Linked DNA regions of Mus musculus: all the other regions are linked to region 1. Evidence: chromatin contacts called from public ChIA-PET and Hi-C data. All regions are on one chromosome and are shown on one strand. Each heading gives the region's core, a stretch centred on a gene start, on an enhancer-like site or on the middle of the called end of the contact. The rest is flanking DNA. Distances are from core to core; before and after follow the strand shown.

What was found. Hi-C and Micro-C count contacts between places; a contact is called where the count stands out from the background. ChIA-PET counts read pairs in DNA pulled down with a chosen protein or histone mark.
Region 2: a Hi-C map of bone marrow-derived macrophages shows a contact between it and region 1, with 17 read pairs. The contact joins two enhancer-like sites. A contact is called at or near these places in 5 of 484 Hi-C or Micro-C datasets (B cells, bone marrow-derived macrophages, embryonic stem cells and 2 more) and 6 of 115 datasets of contacts at active chromatin or transcription factors (embryonic stem cells, pancreatic cancer cells and regulatory T cell precursor).
Region 3: a contact with region 1 is called in an RNA polymerase II ChIA-PET map of memory CD8 T cells, with 8 read pairs. The contact joins two enhancer-like sites. A contact is called at or near these places in 1 of 484 Hi-C or Micro-C datasets (CD4 T cells), 1 of 115 datasets of contacts at active chromatin or transcription factors (memory CD8 T cells) and 1 of 9 other capture datasets (pancreatic islet).

The regions. Positions count from the first base shown.
Region 1 is chr9:61,679,184-61,682,881 of GRCm38.p6, reverse strand. No RefSeq gene overlaps it. Among named protein-coding and RNA genes, the nearest start is that of Gm34770, 20 kb to the right of the region's middle. Within about 2 kb of position 1,756, at least 110 of the 459 cell types and tissues checked have an H3K27ac peak or open chromatin away from gene starts, as enhancers often do. A contact at or near this core is called in B cells, bone marrow-derived macrophages, memory CD8 T cells and 1 more, where this site is marked.
Region 2 is chr9:61,249,847-61,253,544 of GRCm38.p6, reverse strand. No RefSeq gene overlaps it. Among named protein-coding and RNA genes, the nearest start is that of Gm51682, 5.8 kb to the left of the region's middle. Within about 2 kb of position 1,649, at least 73 of the 459 cell types and tissues checked have an H3K27ac peak or open chromatin away from gene starts, as enhancers often do. A contact at or near this core is called in B cells, bone marrow-derived macrophages and regulatory T cell precursor, where this site is marked.
Region 3 is chr9:61,981,758-61,985,455 of GRCm38.p6, reverse strand. All of the region lies in intron 2 of Paqr5 (progestin and adipoQ receptor family member V), which reads left to right. All of the region lies in intron 1 of Gm35152 (a long non-coding RNA gene), which reads right to left. Among named protein-coding and RNA genes, the nearest start is that of Gm35152, 6.9 kb to the right of the region's middle. Within about 2 kb of position 2,030, at least 75 of the 459 cell types and tissues checked have an H3K27ac peak or open chromatin away from gene starts, as enhancers often do. A contact at or near this core is called in memory CD8 T cells, where this site is marked.

The sequences.
Region 1 (3,698 bases), core at 507-3,006:
AGATCCCTGATCACATCTCAGGGATCCTCTTTCTTTCTGGAATCTTCCTGAGTCTCCCTGGAAGAACTGATGGGTCTGTCAGCACTGTCTTGGGGTCTGAGACCGTCCACGTTTAAATTTAAGTGTAGACATGTCTGCCTTCATGAGGCCCTGAGCTTACAGTGGCAGTAGCAAACAGGATGTGCCATCTCCTCCCGGGTCGGCACAGGTGCCTGGTACACAGGCCACAGCCTGTGCTTCTTGAATAGGACTGAAGCCTGGGAAGTGCCCAGCCACATTCAGTGTCATCCCATGGCTAGAGGGGCTCTGAGATCTCACTTAAGGCACGCCCCTCATTTCCTGTAGAAGAGCTGGGGCCCAGTGAGAGGAAGTTACTTCCCTGCTACAAGGGAGCCTTTCTGGGGTGGTGTGGGTCTCCCCCCCAACCAGGACTCTGTCGTTCATTTCCATCTCCAGCACTCAGCAGAACTCTGGGAGGCCAACCTTTCAAGGGCCAGCAGCACACACTCCTCAGTGCTCCTTCTTAGGCCACTCTGAGTTCCTAATATGGCATCAGTCATCCCAAGAGGAGCTCTAGGAGGCACCAGAAACTCTGGGCATTGCTACTGTGGTACCTGCAGGTGATCCTGGCTCTGCTGCTGCTGCTGGAGCAGAGGAGGCTGGCTGTGTGCTGCTTGCTTTCCTCCAGCTTGCTGTATTTTGTGTGTGTGTGTGTGTGTGTGTGTGTGTGTGTGAGGGGTGTACCTATTGTTTTCTTATGTCTGGGGAAGACCAGGAAGGACAGTTGTTTCTCTTTTACACATACACACACACACACACACACACACACACACACACACACACACAGAGAGAGAGAGACAGAGAGACAGAGAGACAGAGAGACAGAGAGACAGAGAGAGACAGAGACAGACAGAGACAGACAGAGACAGAGACAGAGAGACAGAGAAGAGAGATGGGGTGGGGTGGGGGACAGGGAGGAGTGGGGGTTAGAGGAAGAATTGGGGATGGGGTGGAGAGGTGGGGCATATTTCTGAGTCAGTTGCAGATCTGGACCCCTTGAGACAGCAAAATAATCAAAAGAGTTTCTGGGCATTCCCCGAGTCTCCAGCCTTCATCTCTGCAGCCGTTGGCTGAGCCCTAATATATGCCAAGCACTCAAACCTTTTAAACCTTGTGGCCCTATGCTGAAAGAGGAGTTGTTGTTATTCTCAGGAAACGAAGGCCTGGGCTTGAAACATCCACAAAATACCAAGGCCTCCAGTTTACAGGTGGAGGAGCCTCAACTCAGATCTGGCTACCACGGTAGACATCTGTGCTCCAGTTCCTGAGGAAGAGGAGCCCTTCTCGCTGAGTGTGAGCTGAATGTGGTCTCACCTGCTTCACACCTTATCTGAAGTTGCACAATGCTATTTGTCCCCAGCCATGTCAGTAGCTTTCCTGAAAGTGCCCAACCCCAACCTACTCTCCTCCCCCCCCGCCCCCCCCGCCCCCCCCCACCCCCACCCCCACCCCCACCCCACCCCCACCCCCGTCTCCTTCCAAGACTTCTGGGGATGCATTGTACCAGTGACTCTCCACCAAGGTCCTGGGAGGCTGTGTGGCAAGCTGATGTTCCCCGGCTGATTCTGGTTTTGTTTTTGTTTTTAGGTTTTTTTTTTTTTTTCTGGCCTGCTTCCTGCCACAAACTCTCTCTCCCTAGAAACCATCAAGTTGAGGCCCCTCCCTCACCCTAGAAGTAGCTCAGATGTGGAGAGCGTACTTCCTCATCTCAGGCTGTGGGGTTGCCTCCCTGTCTCTGTCTCTAGGGCACAGAATGCACACTGGACCCAGAACGTGGAAACATAGGGCTTCTCTTCCATTCACGACTGCTGTGGCGTTGTTGCCCTTACTGGCTGAGTCCTTGCTCCGGGGTGTCCCTGGGGACAGACACAAAGCCAAATGTGGAAAAGGAGTAAGCTCTTCCTCTGTCTAGCCTCCCCACTTTAGAGATGAGATCAGAAGGAGAGAAAGAATTGACCCAGTCTATAAGCCTGCATAGACATTACAGACACAGCTGAGACTGGGTAACGCCGCAGGGGCTGCAGTTGTCTGCAGACGAGAGACTGACAACCTGGGATCCTTGCACAGCAGGCAGGCGTGGGCCAGTTCACTGGAGCAACATCATAAGCTCCCCAAGGGGATGGGGAATCCGATGGAAAGGAGCTTAGTAGCTTCAGCACCTAAAACTAAGAACTGTGGTCTCTAAGGCTCCTTGCATCTGGGATAATGGGGAATGCCTGCCAGCGGTAGAGAGAGCCTTCTGCACAAAGAGGGCTACTGGCCGTCAACCAGTATGCCCTCTGAAGTGAAGGGCTGGACCCCTTCAAAAGTCACCTCTATTATGTTATCATTGAAGTTAGTGTATGTGGACGCACATTCTGTAGTGTGTGTGTGTGTGTGTGTGTGTGTGTGTGTGTGTGTGTAGGCAGAGACAATGTTGTGGAGTTGGTTTTCTCCTGCTACCTTTACATGAGTTCCAGGGGTGGGCGTTTGGTCATCAGGCCATGTCAGGGTAAACTCCATTCACTAGCTGAGTCACTGCCTCAGCCCGGGTCTGAGCCTCTTAATATACCCTGTGGGTTCAGTGTCTGAGTCCATGAGGGGTCCCTACATAGAGAGAATCTCAGGCCTAGGAGATGGGTATAGAACATTGCAGAAGCTCAGCAGGAATTGGTGCCAGAGCCATCTTGGTTTGGTTCAAGGACTGTGGCCTATACACCTCTGTGTCCTTGGGATCTTGGAGAATGGAGTCCAGTGGTCCTGTCTCGTGAGGTGAACAGATCTGTCATTTCATTCTGGCCTCTCCTCTACTTGGCTGTGTCCATGGGTGTGTGACCTGTCACCTGAGTGGGGTTTTGCACTCCCATCCTGGCAGCAGCAACTCCGCCCCTGTGAGGTCTTATGCAGATACGTGACGCTCTTGACCTGAAGCTGAGGGCGGAAGTGGTTTGAATCCCACATCTTGATTTACTGGGTGGGGTAGTCACCCTTCACCGTTGCTTTTTCAGTCCAGACTGGATGTGGTTTTCTTGCTCTCTCTCTCTCTCTCTCTCTCTCTCTCTCTCTCTCTCTCTCTCTCTCTCTGTGTGTGTGTGTGTGTGTGTGTGTGTGTGTAAGAGAGATACAGAATGTCTTAGTTACCCTTCTTTCTTTGTCCCTCAAAGTCTGCCCTCTTTGAGGCACTAAGGACTCCCCAAAGCTGGCCCATCATGGCCAGACGTCATGGAGCCCAGTCAGGCACAGACAGGCCTGGGAAGATTGCAGTGCACATTAGTGGAGAGAGAGCATTTCTGATGCAGGTGAAAGTGGAGTAGGGGTGTCTTGCATGAATGTCACAGAAAATAAAATAACGTGAAGTAATTACACTTCATTTTATCTCCGTGGGCTCTTAAATCACATCAGCTGTTACCTCAGTTTTAGAATGTGAGATAGACCCACGCCTGACTAAGCAGCAAATTAGCTAGTTATTTTCTTTAACTGCCTCCGGGTCTCCTCAGAGAGGCCCTTCACTTCCAGCCTGGTTGCCCCCCAAAAGGATTTACAAGTCCCTGAGAGCCCTTGCTCTTCAGAAAGAGAGCCTCTCCATCAACCCACCTTTCCCCAGATGCCCCACTATGCTGGGCCTCAGTTTCCCAGTCTGTCAGGGGACCAGTTCTTCT
Region 2 (3,698 bases), core at 400-2,899, 430 kb after region 1:
GTTACTTCTTTATTTCCTTTCCCCCTTCCCTCTTTCCCTTCCTCCCTGTTTTTCTTCTCCAAATCAGAGAGTCATCCCATTTCAACCCCAAATCCTCTGGCAAGTTATGTGACTCTATCTTACAGACATCTCCCCCAGCTGGCCCATGTCCCACCTTGTTTTTCTGGTCCCCAGCTCAGCTACTGTGTTTCCAGCAGGATCCACTGTCTCATCTCATTCCTAGGGATGTTGCTTCCACTCTAGTCCCTAAGTTTTCCTGAATGGGAACCAGAGCTCCTTCAAAGTAGAAGTTCTCATTCAAATCTGACCCCGTGCTTTCCCACATCACATGGGATAACGTCAGACTGCCTTCTGTGGCATTCCACAGCAGCACCCAGTTCCAACAGCAGGCCCTCCTCTCACAGGGGCTTTCTGAGGTCACCTTTGTGAATTAGAAGCCCTTACTACATGCTCTCACACACTACTGCAGGGAGTCCTGACCTTGGGCATTTGGGAAGGATGGTTCTGAGAAGTGCATTGTGGGAGGCCAAGCAGCATCAGTGACCTCTATTTACCAGATGCTGCAGGCAACGTCCTTCCAGTTGTGACCATTCAAATGTTTTCCCATGTTGTCACAAGTCCTTGGAGGTCAACTGTTCCCCTAGCTGCTCTACAGGATATATCAGTGTCTAAAGCCAATGCCGCTGACAACACTCTTCTTCTTTATGGAGGGAGCAGGGAGGAGGAGACAGATAATGGATACATTAAGTAAATTATATCTACTCTACAAGGTGACATGGCTTCCATACAGCAGTTTGGGGGTGATTATCACTGATGGGGGGTACCCTCTTTATATTTGTCAGTTAGTTTTGAGAAGAATCCCTCTCTGCTAGGAGAATGCTCCAGTCTGGGTGGCATCAAACTCTTAATCCTCTTACCTCCGCTTCCCAGATGAGAACGTGTGTGGCACCATACCAGGCCTGGGGGTGTAATTTTAAGTAGGGTGGTCAGGATAAACCTTGTTGGAAAGGTGATTTCATACTTACTGCTATTATTGGTTTATTCATTCTTATTACTTATTAATGCATAGGTCATTGTAACTGGCCTGGCAGAAATGAATATATTCTGAAGAGACACCTGTAGCCCTCCAGTTGATCATCAGACTCATTTCACTCAACTGAAACTTGAGTGAGACTCTGGAGCTCTTTGTTCCTCTTCCCAAAGTGGGAACATTTCAACAAATCTCATTTTTTTCTGCATTCTTTTCTATTAACTTGTTTCATTTCTTCTTGAGGAGAGGTGGCAGAAGCTGACTCCTTGGGGTACAGACTGTGACTTCAAGTTCGGTAACATCACGACATGAAATTATATAATCTTAATTTTATTGTAATTATAATTTCTTAATTTTATTGTAATTATAATTCCTTGTCTTTATAGCTAGACAGAGTCTGTGCGGGCACAAACTGTTTCTGCCATGTTTGATATCTTGTAAAGCCGTGTGGGGTCAGCCAGCACACCACACTCCCATTGTGAGGCTCCAAGGGGAAGAGAAAGAGGAGGACATCTTACAAGGGCCAGAGGTAGGAGCAGAAGGGGACAGGGCCTGTGTCAGCAGAGACAGCGGAGGGAGAGAAGGGAACAGGCTGCACTTTCATCCTCCCTGGCCTGCCTTCCTCTACACTAAGAGGAAGCACCCCGCCACCCACCACTTCCCTTCAGAGGCCCGCAGAGGGTTTCCTCAACCTGGACAATTTCCCCAGAGTAGGCTGATCCCGTCTGCCGTGTATGATAAAGCCCATTTCTTAAGGAAGACATGAATGGCTGTAATCAGATACACTGTTTGCCATGCTAAACAAAATGAGCAAGAAGAAAAAAAACCCAGCTAGGCTATAATTATGGGTGTAATATTTCAGCCCATTAGCAAAAAAATGTCTCAGAAACCTGCTGCTTCCTTCGCCTTCTCAGCTAAGAAAGATGGGGAAGCTAAGCTAGAGAAGTCGAGCAAGAGCGCTAAGCACTGAGGCAGGGGCCTGATTAATTGCTTTTACATCTCCCCAGTTCTATTCTGACAATTCTGATCTTTTTGCTGAACAAGATAAAAAGACAAACTTTTGCCCCTTTGTGCGGCTCTGAGAGACGGCCATCTTCCTTCGTGTCGCCCAGCCTGACTCAGGACGATTAAGTGTCTGCCATTTACAAAGCATTCAGTAAACTCAGGAGTCTCGTTTGATTTTGATTTGGAATTTAAACCATTTATGTATGTATGTATGTATGTATGTGTGTGTGTGTGTGTGTGTGTGTGTGTGTGTGTGTGTGTGTATGTATGTATGTATTTATTTATTTTGTTGAGATAAGGCCTTGCTTTGTAGGCCAGGCTGGCCCCATTCTCACAATCCTGCTCGGCTTCTAAGTAAGTACTGGGATGGCAGGCCTGCACTACCATGCTTAATACCAACTCAGTCCCTTCTACAATAATAGTTATCGTAGGCTTCTTGCTATGTTCTATCCCCCTTGTAAAGACTTTGAAGTCTATATTTCATTTCCTCTCTGGGAGTGATGGGAGGTAGAGGGATGACTCTCTGGCCAGCTGCAGAGGACTCTTCAGGGGATGTGAGAGCCACAGAGATGGTAGGAACAAAAAGCCTGGCATACAAGAAAAGTCTGTTGGATGAGACATGTGCTCAGATGGATGGGTGGGTGAATACATAGATGATCTGAATAGATGAGGTCAGGTGGGTGGACTGTGTTCGATGGGTAGATAAATGATGGCAAGAACAAAGACATGAAAATCTACACAGAAACTGCTAGACTCTTATAGAGTTTGGTTCATCTGAGGTTCAAGGCAGGGAGCTAGAAAGTCTTAGGCAAGGGGCTGGCTCTAATTATCAGAGTCACTCATACATGATTGACTTCCAGAGAGCAGGGCATCTGCTGGACTGTTTCATGCAGGTCCAGCTGACTAGGAAGAAAATGGAGGTGGGGCACTGAATTTACAGCATTTATTCATCCATGCATTTTATACATATGTCCTGAGAGTCCCTTGAGCTGTGGGCCAAGGGTTGGGTCTCAAGAACTTACAGACAAGCAATCAGAATTACAGGCCACTGAGAAGAGAGACTGATGGGGGCTTAAAGGCATTCTCATCCCGGAGCATCAGGGAAGCAAGCTGCTGAAGGTAGGTGACACTGCACAATACAGTACAGATGACAAAGGAGGCAATGCCATTCAGGATTCAGCCAGTCTGAGGCATGTTGCTGGAAAAAAAGCCGGGAGAGGCAGAGAGCTGAGAATCAAAGGCGGAACTGGGACAGGGATTCAATGGAAAGGCCTCGGGATCAGGTGACACAGACTCTAATCCCAGGCCCCAGTTTCTCAGCTGAGTTCCCTGAGTGAATGAACTTCTGTCTCCCTGGTGGTAATTAAGTGGTTCTGTTAGAGGACTGGGGTGTGGGGAGGGGGAGAGAGCCCCAGATGTAATCCAGAGAGGAGGATTTACAAAAGGCTTCTCCAGGAGGTGCCAGGGGCTGGAGAGGACTAGAGTAGGAGCTAAACTCCTGACTTCAGGTAGTATGTAAGGAGGAGGCCATTGTGAGCCTTATCCAAGGAGAACTCTCAAGTGTAAGTTCTCAATCACCTTGACCAACCAGGACTGTCTTTCAGAAAAGACCAGGGCTAAATCAAGAGCAACTAAGGAGGCAATCATTTAACAATACAATGGG
Region 3 (3,698 bases), core at 781-3,280, 300 kb before region 1:
TTTTTTTTTTTTGAGATTTTGATTTTATTTTAGGGTGTGGGTGTTTAGCTCCATGTACTGCCCACAGAGGCCAGCAGAGGGCACTGAGTCTCCTGGAACTAGGTTGTGAGTTACCCTGTTGGGAACGGAACCTGGGTTAGCTGGAAGAACAGGTGCCCTCAATCACGGAGCCATCTCTGCAACCCTTGGGACTCCATTTCTGGCCCTGCTCTTGCTGCCACCCCTCCCTTGAGATGCTCTGTTCTTGAATGTGCATACTTGAGCAAAGCTGGATTCCTGAGGACAGCTTTGTGCTTGCTCCCCGGGACTGCCAAGACTGGAGCGTTTCCTGTTAGAGACGTCATGGTTCTCAGAGACAGCATAGATTCTGACCAGAATCCCATATGCAGACTAGCAGAAGGCCCTGAATTATTGGGAGGTTTTGTTTTTATTTGTTTTGAGACAGGATCATCTTTCTACATAGGTCTGGCTGTCCAGGAGGTCACTATGTAGCCCAAACTGGCCTCAAACTCACAGAGAGCCATCTGCCTCTGCCTTCCCAGTGCTGGGGTTACAGGTGTGAATTGCCACACCCAGCTGAGAGTTTTCTGTAATCTTCCTTGGTATCCAGTAACTCTCCTTAGTACAGCACTCTACCAACTGAACTACACCCTTAGTCAAAAATGTCTAGTTTAAAACTTCTTTATAAAGTGAAATAGTTCAACCTAATTTGGAAAGAGGATTGAGATAAAGGTTCTTGTTATGTAGTCCATCATAGATACATGTAGATACATTTTTTTAAGCTTTGGCTAACAATATCCTATAACAAATATCAATAGAGAACTCATAGTCATAATTAATATAATTACCCACAACAGACCAAATTGGAGCTCTCTTGTTTCATTGACTCCTTCTAATCATTGTGTATCTTATCTAAATGAAATCCACATGTTCACTTTTCTTAGCCTTCTCACTGGTCGAAATGAACATAGTTTAAGGTCAAATTGCCTACATATTTTAGGAAGTTATCCTGGAATCATTTAGAGAATGAAGTACACACCTCTGAACTGCTCCCCCCCCCCAAAAAAAAAGCCTTCAGGGGCTGAAGAGATGGCTTAGTGCATAAACGCATTGGCTACTTATACAGAGGACCCAGGTTTGGTTCCTAGCCCATGTTAACTTCCAGCTGTCTGTAACACCAGTTCCAAGGGATGCAACGCCCTCTTCTGGCCTCCACAGGCACTGCATACACATGATGTACAGACATTACACGCAAAATAACCCACACATGAAATAAAAAATCTGGAAGAAAAAAAAAAGCTACCAACTCCAGCAAGCAACTCAAACCATGTGCACCCTGCCTGGCTTGGGATTTTTGTCAAATTCTGGCCTTTGATAGCTTCCTTCTACTTCCTTAACCAGTTCTTACAAATTTGGTGGCTTATGTAACAGCCTCACACACTTCAGACCCCAGGTTCCATACCTAGCACTGAAGAAACAAAAGGAAGGGCAATAGACCAGCAATCATTATCTTCCAGCCCTGTACAGTGCAAGTGTGCTGTGGGTGGATGGGCCAGAATCCCAGTTAAGACGCAGAGAGAAGAGCTCCTTGCTCTTCCCACTCCTTGGCTCCATCTTGAAATCCAGCAACTTTGCATCACTCTGACCTTTCTGCCTGCAAACCTCAACCTAGATACACCCTGGTTTTTGTCTTTTCCCTGTGCCAGCCTTTCACGTCCTTTTGTGTTTATGTTCCATAACATTCTTGTTTGTTTATTTGTTTGTTTTGTCTTGAGACAGGGTTTCTCTGTGTAGCCCTGGCTATCCTAGAACTAGCTCTGTAGACTCAGGGATCCACCTGCCTCTGCCTCCCAAGTGCTAGGACTAAAGGCGTGCGCCACTAATGCTAAGCTTAGTGTTTTCACTGCACCTGGTTCAAACAGCTTCAAAGGAGGAAGGAGTAGGCTCAGAGATTTCAGTATGTCACAGCAGGGAGGGTGTGGCCCAGCAGCTAACAGCACAGCAATCAGGAAGCAGAGAAAAGGGACACAGGAAGGGACCAAGACAAGGTAGAGTTCCCATGGTAACCTCCACTGATCAACTTCCTCTAACCAGGCCCCACCGCCTGCCTTTCCACACCTCTCATAAAGCTTAGAGCACACTTCCATCAGGACATCCATCCACTGTCTGTCTAGGTTAGAACCCTCAGTATCCAGTCATTTCCCAAAGGCCCATCAGTGGCAGACAGCCACGCCCCCAGTGCATGATCCCATGGGGGTATTTTAGACTCAAACCTTAACACCCTACCCTGTCTCCATCTTGTTGTCCTTACTTAAAGGCAACATCCCCTTCTGAGAGAAACTGGACTCTGGGCACAGAGGTGGCAGCTGGGTTGCAAGGACAGAGGTGTCAGTGTCTGCCAGGAAGCCTGTTAGAAACGCCGCCTCTCCTCCAGGCCTGCTGGGGCAGCCTTATAGTTCCAGCTCTCTAGAGGCAGTAGCAGGAGGTTCAGGAGTTCGAGGCCAGTTTCACCTACATAATGAGTTCAAGTTCAGCCTGGGCTACATAAAAGTGTCCCAGATAATCATACATAAATAATTGCAGACTCTTATACAAGCCACCAAGTGCAGTGAGACCCTTGGGTGACCTGCCAAAGAGCCGGTTTAGGGATGACGCTGACAAACCAGGGAGGAAGCGCTGAGGATTAGATCCTACTGGCTATCTCCTCTCAGCTCGGGTACCGGAAGGCCAAGATCAGGTGAGGGCAGGGCTGTTCCTCTGGGGCCTCCTTCTTGTAGCCTCTTCACTGGGGTCCACACCTGGGAACTCTGTCAATCCAGACTTCCTCTTCTGAAAGTCACCAGCCACACTGGATAACAACCCACTCTAAATGGCTTAATTTTAAGTGTCATCCTCTCGGGGAGACCCTGTTGCCAGGGCTGAGGTTGTAGCTCAGCTAGAACCCTTGCCTAGAATGAATGAAGCCATAGGTTTGCTCTCCATCAGAGAATGGTGGTACACTCCTGTCATCTCAGTACTTAGGCAGGAGGATCAGAAGTCCGAGGTCATCCTTGTCTACATGGGGAATTCGAGGCCAGCTTCAAATACAGGGTGTTGGGGTAGTAGTATTTTAATGTGTAAAGTTGAAGGGAGACATAATTCTGTTTCTCAGAGTAGGACTGGAGTGTCCTGTACCCTAAGGGATGACAGTTGTACCTCTCAACAGTCCCTGCTTAGCAGTGTGGGAGGGGTGCATCATGGCAGAAAGTGGAGGCCTGAGGCCTGACTCCCGAGACTGATGGGAACATGGAGAGATGCCGCCACCACCTCCACCACCACCACCCTCCATCCTGAGGTCAATCCAGGACTCTTCTTTATAAGGAGGATGTGAAGATTCTGTGGCACTTGGACAGGAAGTGAAGAGTACGCTAGAAGCCAGCTGTCTTCCCTTCCCTCTCCACCCCGTTCTTCCCTCTTCCCTTTTTTCACCATCAAAATCTGTTACTTACCGCAGACCAGAGATACTCATTTATTTTCCCCTTGGGTGATTTGCAGTTTAATAGCTAGAAAAACCAGAGGGTGGAATTTCAGGCTTCAGCTGGGGGGCGCACCGGGGTCTCAGGGAACATTCTGTGATGCTGAGCCAGCCACAAGCGCTAAAAGAGCTAAGAGGCCACCTGGAGGGTCTTACTCCTAATAGGCTGCACACAGCTCGCTTC